Linked DNA regions of Sus scrofa: regions 2 and 3 are each linked to region 1. The links are chromatin contacts, called in public Hi-C and HiChIP or PLAC-seq maps. All regions are on one chromosome and are shown on one strand. Each heading gives the region's core, a stretch centred on a gene start, on an enhancer-like site or on the middle of the called end of the contact. The rest is flanking DNA. Distances are from core to core; before and after follow the strand shown.

Region 1 (3,000 bases), core at 316-2,815:
ATTTCAGAAAGGTCCCTCTGAGCAGAGTCAAGGAGTCCTATTTTAAGGTGAGGGCAGTCTTCTGGGGTTAGAACAGGACTTGGTTGGGACACTGCAATGTGAAAGCAGAACTCAGTGCCTTCAGTGGAAAAGCTTTGTGATGGAAGCTCTTTGTTCCACTTTTTCTTTCCATTAGAGTTTTTAGTATCAAAAGCTTCCCTTTTATTGTGGAAATCTTTTTTTTTAATTTAATTGGAGTATAGTTGGCTTAAAATTTGTGTTAGAATACTGCATAGAAAATTGACAGAACACTTGGAGTTCCCGTGGTGGCGCAGTGGTTAACGAATCCGACTAGGACCATGAGGTTGCGGGTTTGATCCCTGGCCTTGCTCAGTAGGTTAAGGATCCAGCGTTGCTGTGAGCTGTGGTGTAGGTGTGGCTCTGGTGCAGGCCAGTGGCTACAGCTCCGATTGGACCCCTAACCTGGGAACCTCCATATGCCGCTGAGAGCGGCCCTAGAAAAGGCAAAAAAAAAAAAAAGAAAAAGAAAATTGATAGAACACTGTAATCCAGCTATAATAGAAAAAATAAAAATCATTTTAAAAAATAAATAAAATTTGTGTTAGGAAATCTTTTTTTAAATTGAGGTAACTGGTTTATAACATATAAGTCATATATACAACATTATATTAAAGTCTTTTTTAATAGGCAGAATACTGGCTTTGACTTGAGAAATTCATTGCATATAAAGCAGTTCTTACAGGTACTTCAGCTTACAGGTCATAGGAATTGTTTTCATTTTCAAGAGACCTTGTGGCTTTTGGAACTATTTATTGACATATGAAGATGTCCACAAAGATTGCTTTCCTAGGCAAAGATAGACAGGAAAAATGCCCTTTACTAAATGAGGGGAATGGAAATTTGATTCAAGGAATGTCTTTCTGGCTAGGTTGCGTCAAGCCCAGCCAAGCATTTAGAAAAATAATTCATCAGCCAGTAAGGCAGCTCCAACTCTAGACACATTTATCCAAACAAGGAGATAAGCCAAATAGGGTTTCAGCACATTCAGTAAGAAAATATACAAACTACCCTGTCAGAAAGAGCTCTAAGAAAATTCACAACAGCCTTTAAAAAAAAAAAACTTTCCATGGTGACAAATTTTTATTTTTAAAGCATTTTAACCTCAGGACCCTTCAACTGGGTTTAAATTCAGTCCCATTGGAGGTAAAAGTGCTTCTTGCGTGTAGAGAAGTGTGGAGCAGACTGTGCTCACATTTCAATATGTGGGCGCTGCCCAGGGTCTTGCCCAGGTTGCCCTCCTGTCTGGTGCCAACCTTCAGTGCTGTGTAGAGACAAACCACCTGAGTCGGAAGTTCCCTTTAAGAAGTTCAGCAAACTGAAGTCTAAGCAGTCACATGTACAGCAGTTCTGTGTACATACTAATCTCTCTAGTCTCTGCCCAAAAAAGAGAGGTAAAGGGGAACTATTTGGTTTATTGTCACTCATGACATTTGCTGTTAACTTCACAACTCAGTTTAACCTAAGTCCTTTCAGCCTTGAACTCCAGGACATGTAATTTGGCAGCGTGACCACCAGGTGGAGGTGTTGTCTTGAACACAGGTCTCACAGAAGCCGGTGATGATGCTTTATATCCTAGGGCCCTCAGATTTATAACCAGTTTTTCAGTTATTTACTAACTTACTTATTAATAATGATCTAAAAAAAATGACAATAATGAAACACTTGGCTAAATAAAATAGCTTCAGAATTATTTTTAAATATTACATAAGAATACATGGGATTGGAGATTATTTAATTTTTTTTTAAAGTGTGTTCAGAGCTCCCGTCATAGCTCAGTGGTTAACAAATCTGACTAGGAACCATGAGGTTGCGGGTTCAATCCCTGGCCTCGCTCAGTGGATTAAGGATCCAGCGTTGCCGTGACGTGGTATAGACGTGGCTTGGATCTGGCGTTGCTGTGGCTGTGGCATGGGCCAGCGGCTACAGCTGTGATTAGACCCCTAGCCTGGGAACCTCCATATGCTGCGGGTGTGGCCCTAGAAAAGACAAAAAAAAAAAAAAAAAAAGTGTGTTCATCTCTCTGGGGGTTTTGGTATACTTAATATGTATTATTTTTGAAAGGGAAAAATGAAGATGTCAATTGTTTTCAAAGCTGTACTTTAGAGGAACTTTTAAAGAAGCCCAGGTCCTAGTGGTACCTTTGTCTTATTAGCCCTTTCTCAGGGAGCTTCTTACAAGACTGCTTGTTGTCAAAAGCTACAGCCTGAGGACAAGGGGAATATCTAGTGCCTCTGGATGTTTATCTGGCTGCCAGCAAAGGATCTGCTTTCTGTCATGGCCATGACTATCTCTTCCTCCTGTCAGATTTTTAATGCTAGTATGGAATATTTTTATTAATCTTTTTTATTATCTAACAATAAGGTGAAGAATTTTCCTCCCCTGTGAAAAAGAGGTTTTACCCCAATACCTGAGAGGAGAGTAAAGCAGTCCCTTTTCTTCTCTTTTGCAGACCAGGTGTTATTTTGTTTGCTGTGATAGTTGTTAGCTCTTAGTGTCAGCTAGTGATGAACCTCCCATTTTGAAGAACTATGAGCCAGACCCCATGATCTCCTTTTCAAACCTTACTTTATATAATCCATACCTTAACCCAGTGAGGTAAGTTATCATAGATCTTATCTTTGTATAGATGAGAAAACGGAGGCATTTGAGAGATTAAGCACATAGCCTTTAAGTGATAAAGGCCAGAGCCTAGACTTTTGAGACAAGCAATGGGGAGCTAGCTGGGGCTTTAGCTACAAAGAACCTGAAATGGAAATATCGTGTCTCTTTATCATAGGACATTTTGATGTAAGACATAAATCTGGTATTGTGCAAACTACAGATTCAAGTTGATTCACCCAGCTGGAAGAGCCATAAGAAATTTCTCACTTCACAGGAATCCAAGTGTTGTTTCAGCATTGTTTTTGTACCTCTCCCCAAAAGTGGAAACTTCTAAATGCC
Region 2 (3,133 bases), core at 472-2,971, 330 kb after region 1:
CCCATCCCCCCCTCCACTGTGTGTTTAGGTTCCCAGCCCCCCACCTGCCACAGGGCCGTGCCCCCGCCCTCTCCTTTCCCACCTGTCTCAGGAAGGCAGCTCCAACTCTGCCCTTTGCTTAGTGAGCTCGTGGATTCAGATGCACAAGGCCATAAGCCGGGGGTAGGTACCAGTTTTTTCTTTGAGTCTCTCTCTGTCTTCCTCCCCTTCCTCTTTCCCGCTCCCCCTCCTCTCTGCTCCCTTCCTGCCTCCCACATCTCCCCTCTTTATTTCTCTCTCCTTTGTCCTGCATAACCCCCTAAATTCCCAGAGTGATGTGTGTTTAGTCTAGCAAAGCTTTTGGTCCCTTGTCTCTTTAACTGCTGTGAGTGTTGAAGGAACTCTGGCTCTGCCTTAAATGAGCTTCAGGACCTGCTGGTGGCTCCCACGAAATACAGCTCTGCCCTCTCATGATACAGAGCTCCACCTTGGCTAGTCATCTTGTTTCTAGTAATACCTGATGTGCTCCCTGCCCCCGCAGGTCACTAATACACAGCAGACCCAAGGGGCCCCCAGAGGTGGAGTCCTGTGTAGGCAGAAGCTCAGAATGCATCCTTGGACTCTTTAAGTCCCTCTTACGGAGTAAGTGAGGCCAGACACTTCTATTCCCTCTGGGGATAGAGTCCCCCAGTGTGGCCCCTTATCCTGCAGGGACAGTCAGAGAGGGAATAGCCACTGAGGGAGACCTGTGTGGTAAAGAAGGAACTCTGCAGACTCCTGCAAATGAGCCAGGGGCAAAGGCCAGGGTACTACTGATTGCTCTCTAGGACCCATTCCTAGATAGCCCAGGATAGCCTCAGGATCAGTCAGAGCTGGTAGAGCCTGAGCACTGGATTCTGACCCAGCCTCAACCCCATGGGACTTATGACCATGGTGGACATCATTGCAAATACCCAGACCTCATCCAATTCCCAACCTGTTCCGCTCAGGTAAGATGAGCCAGAAGGTTTCTGTCAGTGCCTCAGGCGCCGGCACTTCCATGTCAGCTGGCTTGCAGCTTCCTCTGTTTATGCTTTGGAGATACAAACAGGATGCTATATGAAAAAAAGGGGTTATGCTACAAATTTAACCACTAACACTGATTTGCCAGGGTAATATTCCCCCCAGCATCCCATTCCACCAGAAACACTCTCGTGTGAACTGGTTTGGGCCAGACCCAGATAAAGAGCAGTCTTCCCCCTGCCATGCTGGGCGGACACCACCTCCCAGCCGGGCCACCCAGCCCTCTGCTGTGCTGCTCCCTGCACTGCTTTCTGTGTTGCTTATGGGCTGGTGGAGAGCCATCCCTGCTCAGTGTAAAAAGAAGCAGCAATAAACAGGCTTCTCTAGCCTCTACCCAGAGGTTTACAGGCAAAACAGACAGTGCCGGGAGGTGGAGTGAACGTCTGGTAGAGCCAAAGCACACATGCTCTTTTGTTTGTTTTTCCTGTTTTCTTCAGTCGGAGACCGGGAGCATTCTGCCAAGTGCAGAGCATCACAATCCTTTTGTGTTTGGGGCCTGGCCTTGCACTTTGGGAACCTAATCGGAAGAGGTGGGGCAGCCAAGCGGGCAGAGGGCTCAGTGCCAGACATCCCAGAGTGCCAGAAAGCCAGGATCCTTTTCTAAAAGGACAGGACCAGAAGCTCCAAGCCACCCTGGCCAGACCACTGGTCTGGATGGTGTCATGGACCGTCCCTTCCTTATCACAGCAGATACATGTTTCCACACAATGCTCAGGAAGCCACTGGGCGGCCTATCCCCCAGCCCAGGTGTTGCTGAGTCAGTGCGGAAAAGAGGGGTCACTGGGCCAGGTTTTAGCCCAGCAGCAGCTGTGACTTGAGAAGGGGGGTGGGAGCAGGAGGAGCCACTGGGCCCCGGGTGCTCAGTCAGGGGGTGCATTCCTGAGAGCTCGGCCTCGTGCTCAGAAGGGGGTGTGGAGGATTTCTCAGGATGCTGTTCAGCCCCAGGGGAGACAGCTGCCCAGGCAGGGGTGCTTGAGCACCACCTGGGAACTGGGAAGGGGGCAGTAGCCTGGCAGGATGCCCTGAGGGGTGCAGACGTGCCCCGGAGCCCAGGTTCACAGCCTTCTCCCCACATGTCTTTCCAGATGCGCTGGCTCCCTCCGTCCGAGGCTACTTCTCAGGGCTGGAAGTCCCGTCAGTTCTGCTGAATACTGTGTAAGTACTCGGTTTTAATGAGAACCGTGTCCAGGGCCTGGGTGAGCACAGGACCGAGCAGACGTTTGGTCACTGGGCAGCTCTCATCCTGCATTGGCGCCCACACCTTCTGCACTTGCAGGGGTCATCCCAGGTCATTACACTTAGCACCCCAAGAGCGCCTTTGGGGCCATACGTCTCTCCAAGAGATTTTCACTTGGGACTGAAGGAGAAGTGAGGGATACGAACTGGAGAACTGGGATCCTGGCCCCCTCCCCCACACCCCCACATGAATCAGGAAGTGACATGACTGTTACTCACCTGCTGCCAGCGTGAACAAAACCTTCCTCAGGTCACAGACCTAAGTCATCTACTGACGTAGCGCCTTAGAGTGGGAATCCTAGAGATTTACTTCTGTACATGCCCGCCCGTCTGTCAGAACTTGGGATAGTTCTTTCTAAATCACCTAAATGGTCTTTACAAAACACCCAATGTCCTTACGAAGGTACTCAGTGTGCTGCTTCCAATAGGCTTTCCTTAAAGTTTCTTGAGGGAAACTATCCCAAGTTGGCCTTTGCGCCATTTCTTCACAGGCCCAGCCTTGCTTCAGGGAACTACCAAATGATTTGTTTTCCTGTAAATGTAGAATTGCTGTCACATCCCAAACACCACCTGTAATTCAGTATCTTGCCCGAATTTCTGTGAAGTATAAAGCAGTGTTGTTCTGAACTCTAATTTGGTGTGTGAATTTGGAGAGTCTGCCCCGCATCTTTGAAATGTTACTGTCCTACACTCAAATCTTCTCTTTGTTTATGTCATTCCTTCACAAGACAGGAAGAAAAATGGGAATAGGGAGAGACCGGACTTCATCCAGTTAGAAATGGCACAGAGGCCATGGAAAGTTGTTATGTATCTCTCCCTAACACTCCTCAAGGAAAGCTTCTAAGATAAATTCTTT
Region 3 (3,007 bases), core at 4-2,503, 360 kb after region 1:
TCCACCATTACCAATAAGAAAAGAAGAAGATCTGAAACAAATACAGTAAAATATAGAGATAGGACAACACTGGGAAGTGGAAAGTGGATGGACACAGGAAGATTTGTTAAGTATTATTCTCTTTTAATTCTCTTTACTGTATACTTGAAATATTAATATCACACAATAAAAAAATCAACAAACTAAGCAATGAAAGAAAACCATGAAGTGCTGCATCGCACTGATTCACTGAGATCACGAGCAATAAATTTCCCTTTTAAGGAGTCTAAAAATTCACTGAATGAAACACACACAGAGTCACAAAGAAGGCAAGCTACAAGGCACGACAGTGGGCAAGGGAACAAGGGAGAGTTGCAGAGCTGCCAGTGTCCAGGGTGGTGGTGAAATACACCTCCACCTGGGCTGGAGAAGTCAGTTAGCTGGTACATTTGATTACAAATCTCTCCAGTGAGCAGGATTTGGAGCTATAAAGACAATAGTATCTGGTTCCTAAGGGACCTGCGAGTCAACAAAGACAATTCAGTGTGATCAGGGCTAAGGCAAAGCCAGGCACCAGTCCATGGGGCTCCGGGAGCAAGTGGGAGGGGGCAGGATGAAGGTCATAAAGAAGAGGGTGATGAGCAGGCCCCTGCTAGAAACTGGGAAGACAGCATGCCGGCACTGGAAGTCCATTGGCTGGAGCTTGAGAGCAATCCCTGCCAGGACGGGCTTAGGGCGGGGCTCTCACACACCTGGGGAACAGCACCTGAGGGCCATCCACCCATACACCAGACATGATCTGAATGCTTCTGAGCAAGGTCATGGCATTAAGGACACAGAAAACTCTGGAAGGGAGACCTACCTACCTGCTCTTCAGATAGCCGCACAGGAAGCAAGCTAACAGTTCAAAGAGGAGGCCATTTTCTGCTAGAGAGTACATACCACTTTCTTTGGTCCGGATTCCTGCATGGAAGAAATACCCTGTCGCTTCAGATACTCTTCAATTTTCTCCTCATCCATTGAATCCACGGTGACACTCCTCCACAGTTTCTGAAACTCTGTGCCAACAAGGTAGTCATTATTTTACAAGAGATGTTTACAAGCTCAGCATCTCAGTGACTGAAGTCAAGCTTCAGTATTATCTCCTCTGGTCTAAATCAGCCCATCTGAGATTTCATTATAAAAACAAAGGAAGTAAGACAAGAACAGTCAAATGCTGGACGCTGAGTAGCAGAAGGGCCTGGGAACTGGAACTGTATCCTTACAGATGAGACCAGCACTGTTCTATTTTTAGAGTCTATAAACGATGGGCCATGTGATTGAGGCCTCCCAGCTTTCCTGGGAAGAAAGGCAGTTGACAATTGTCCTTTTATTCTAGAAATCAGTTTTCTCCATTTAAACAGTTCAAATTCCTGCTCATCTCCTGTAAGCTCAGTATACCTGCCCCCGTCCTCTCCCATGGGTGAAAAGAAACACACAGGGAGATGAGGAACCAAAGTTTTTAACGAGAGTGAGGAATTATACCAGTTTATTTGCAAAAGAACTTTCTGAAATCAAACTGGGAATGGGTGACTAAGAGGTCGTAAAAGTGGGGGCTGGGGGGATACTTAGACAGTAACACTGTCTCACCACCCCTGGAAAACAAAGGAGAAAGGCCTTCTGTCCAGCCTGAATCTTGTTCTCAGTGACTCCTACCCCCTCTGGCACATCACGGTTTTTGCAACCAAAAGAGATCACAATGCTCAGAATCAACTCATTTGCATCTTAAATTCTGTCCTTAAAACAGCCTCAAAGAAGAACCAGGTTTTACTTCTTAGCATCTACTTTCTGACACACAAAAAACTGTCTTGTCATACTCTGGATGGCAAAAAAGAAAAGCTCCCTGAGTGCCCTGGGGTCACACGAAGGCCAAGAACACCCCTACCCCTCTGACACAGACCTAATCAAGGTACTGCCCCCTCCTTTCATTCCAAGGCCATTAACTTTCACATACGCAACCCACAGTCCATTCACAAGCTGTAAATAAAGTTGGCAACACAATACTGTGCTGGACCAGACTCTCTCCTTTCCTATTTCAAAACATAACACAGGAAGTAAATAATGCCCTAACAGCTGGGACTCTGATGATACTCAGGAAATCCGTTCTCTATCATACACTGAAAAGCCTTCTGCTGATAATGACCAATGCAGAAACAACAATCTACTACAAAGAATTCAACCTGGGCACGAAGTCATTTCAATCCAAAACATCTTTAGGACAGAGTTCCCATCGTGGCTCGGTAGTTAATGAATTCGACTAGGAACCATGAAGTTTCGGGTTCGATCCCTGGCCTTGCTCAGTGGGTTAGGCATCCGGCGTTGCCGTGAGCTGTGGTGTAGGTTGCAGACGTGGCTTGGATCCCACATTGCTGTGGCTCTGGCGAAGGCCGATGGCTACAGCTCTGATTCGACCCCTAGCCTGGGAACCTCCATATGCCGTGGGAGTGGCCATATACAGCAAACAACAACAACAAACCTCTAAATAAAAGAAAAATTTTTTAATTTCTATAAATACATTAGGAGCTCTTTCTTTCATCTGCATTAAGTTAACTGATGACATTTATTGGCCTGCACATCTTTCTCAACCTCTTGAACAGCTATAAGTACCTCAAGAGTGGAAATTCTGTTTCATAAAAGTTTACCACTAGAGTTGGCACTGAACCTAGTACACTCTCAGCAATTTGACCACTCAACTATGAAATGCCACTGTCTGGGCAACACAGAGTATATTTTCTTTTTACGTGTTTTAAGCTTTTATTCTGAAATAATTTTACATTAAAAGTTGCAAATTTAGTATAAAGAATTCCTGTACACTCTTGGCCCAACTTCTAATGTGAACACTGCATATTATCTTAGTAAAATAAGTGAAACTAATACAAGCCTATTAACTAATCTACAGACCTTATTCAAATGTCACCAGTTTTAGTACCAGCATCTTTGCCCTGGTCCAGGGCCCCACCAGGATCCCACCGTGTTTAGCTGCTGTGTC

Evidence for each region. Hi-C and Micro-C count contacts between places; a contact is called where the count stands out from the background. HiChIP or PLAC-seq counts read pairs in DNA pulled down with a chosen protein or histone mark.
Region 2: a Hi-C map of liver shows a contact between it and region 1, with 3 times the contacts expected there. The contact joins two enhancer-like sites. A contact is called at or near these places in 1 of 47 Hi-C or Micro-C datasets (liver) and 2 of 2 datasets of contacts at active chromatin or transcription factors (alveolar macrophages and skeletal muscle).
Region 3: an H3K27ac HiChIP or PLAC-seq map of skeletal muscle shows a contact between it and region 1, with 4 times the contacts expected there. The contact joins two enhancer-like sites. A contact is called at or near these places in 1 of 5 promoter capture datasets (liver), 16 of 47 Hi-C or Micro-C datasets (adipocytes, embryonic fibroblasts, epiblast stem cells and 10 more) and 2 of 2 datasets of contacts at active chromatin or transcription factors (alveolar macrophages and skeletal muscle).

Annotation. Positions count from the first base shown.
Region 1 is chr15:54,886,051-54,889,050 of Sscrofa11.1, reverse strand. All of the region lies in intron 2 of DCTN6 (dynactin subunit 6), which reads left to right. Among named protein-coding and RNA genes, the nearest start is that of DCTN6, 8.3 kb to the left of the region's middle. Within about 2 kb of position 1,565, at least 25 of the 83 cell types and tissues checked have an H3K27ac peak or open chromatin away from gene starts, as enhancers often do. A contact at or near this core is called in liver and skeletal muscle, where this site is marked.
Region 2 is chr15:54,553,864-54,556,996 of Sscrofa11.1, reverse strand. RBPMS (RNA-binding protein with multiple splicing) reads left to right here. Exons shown (of 9, transcript XM_021074872.1): 7 at 2,127-2,196. The coding sequence ends at 2,189. Among named protein-coding and RNA genes, the nearest start is that of SMIM18, 90 kb to the right of the region's middle. Within about 2 kb of position 1,721, at least 18 of the 83 cell types and tissues checked have an H3K27ac peak or open chromatin away from gene starts, as enhancers often do. A contact at or near this core is called in liver and skeletal muscle, where this site is marked.
Region 3 is chr15:54,521,732-54,524,738 of Sscrofa11.1, reverse strand. GTF2E2 (general transcription factor IIE subunit 2) reads right to left here. Exons shown (of 9, transcript NM_001244861.1): 8 at 922-1,037. Among named protein-coding and RNA genes, the nearest start is that of SMIM18, 58 kb to the right of the region's middle. Within about 2 kb of position 1,253, at least 26 of the 83 cell types and tissues checked have an H3K27ac peak or open chromatin away from gene starts, as enhancers often do. A contact at or near this core is called in liver and skeletal muscle, where this site is marked.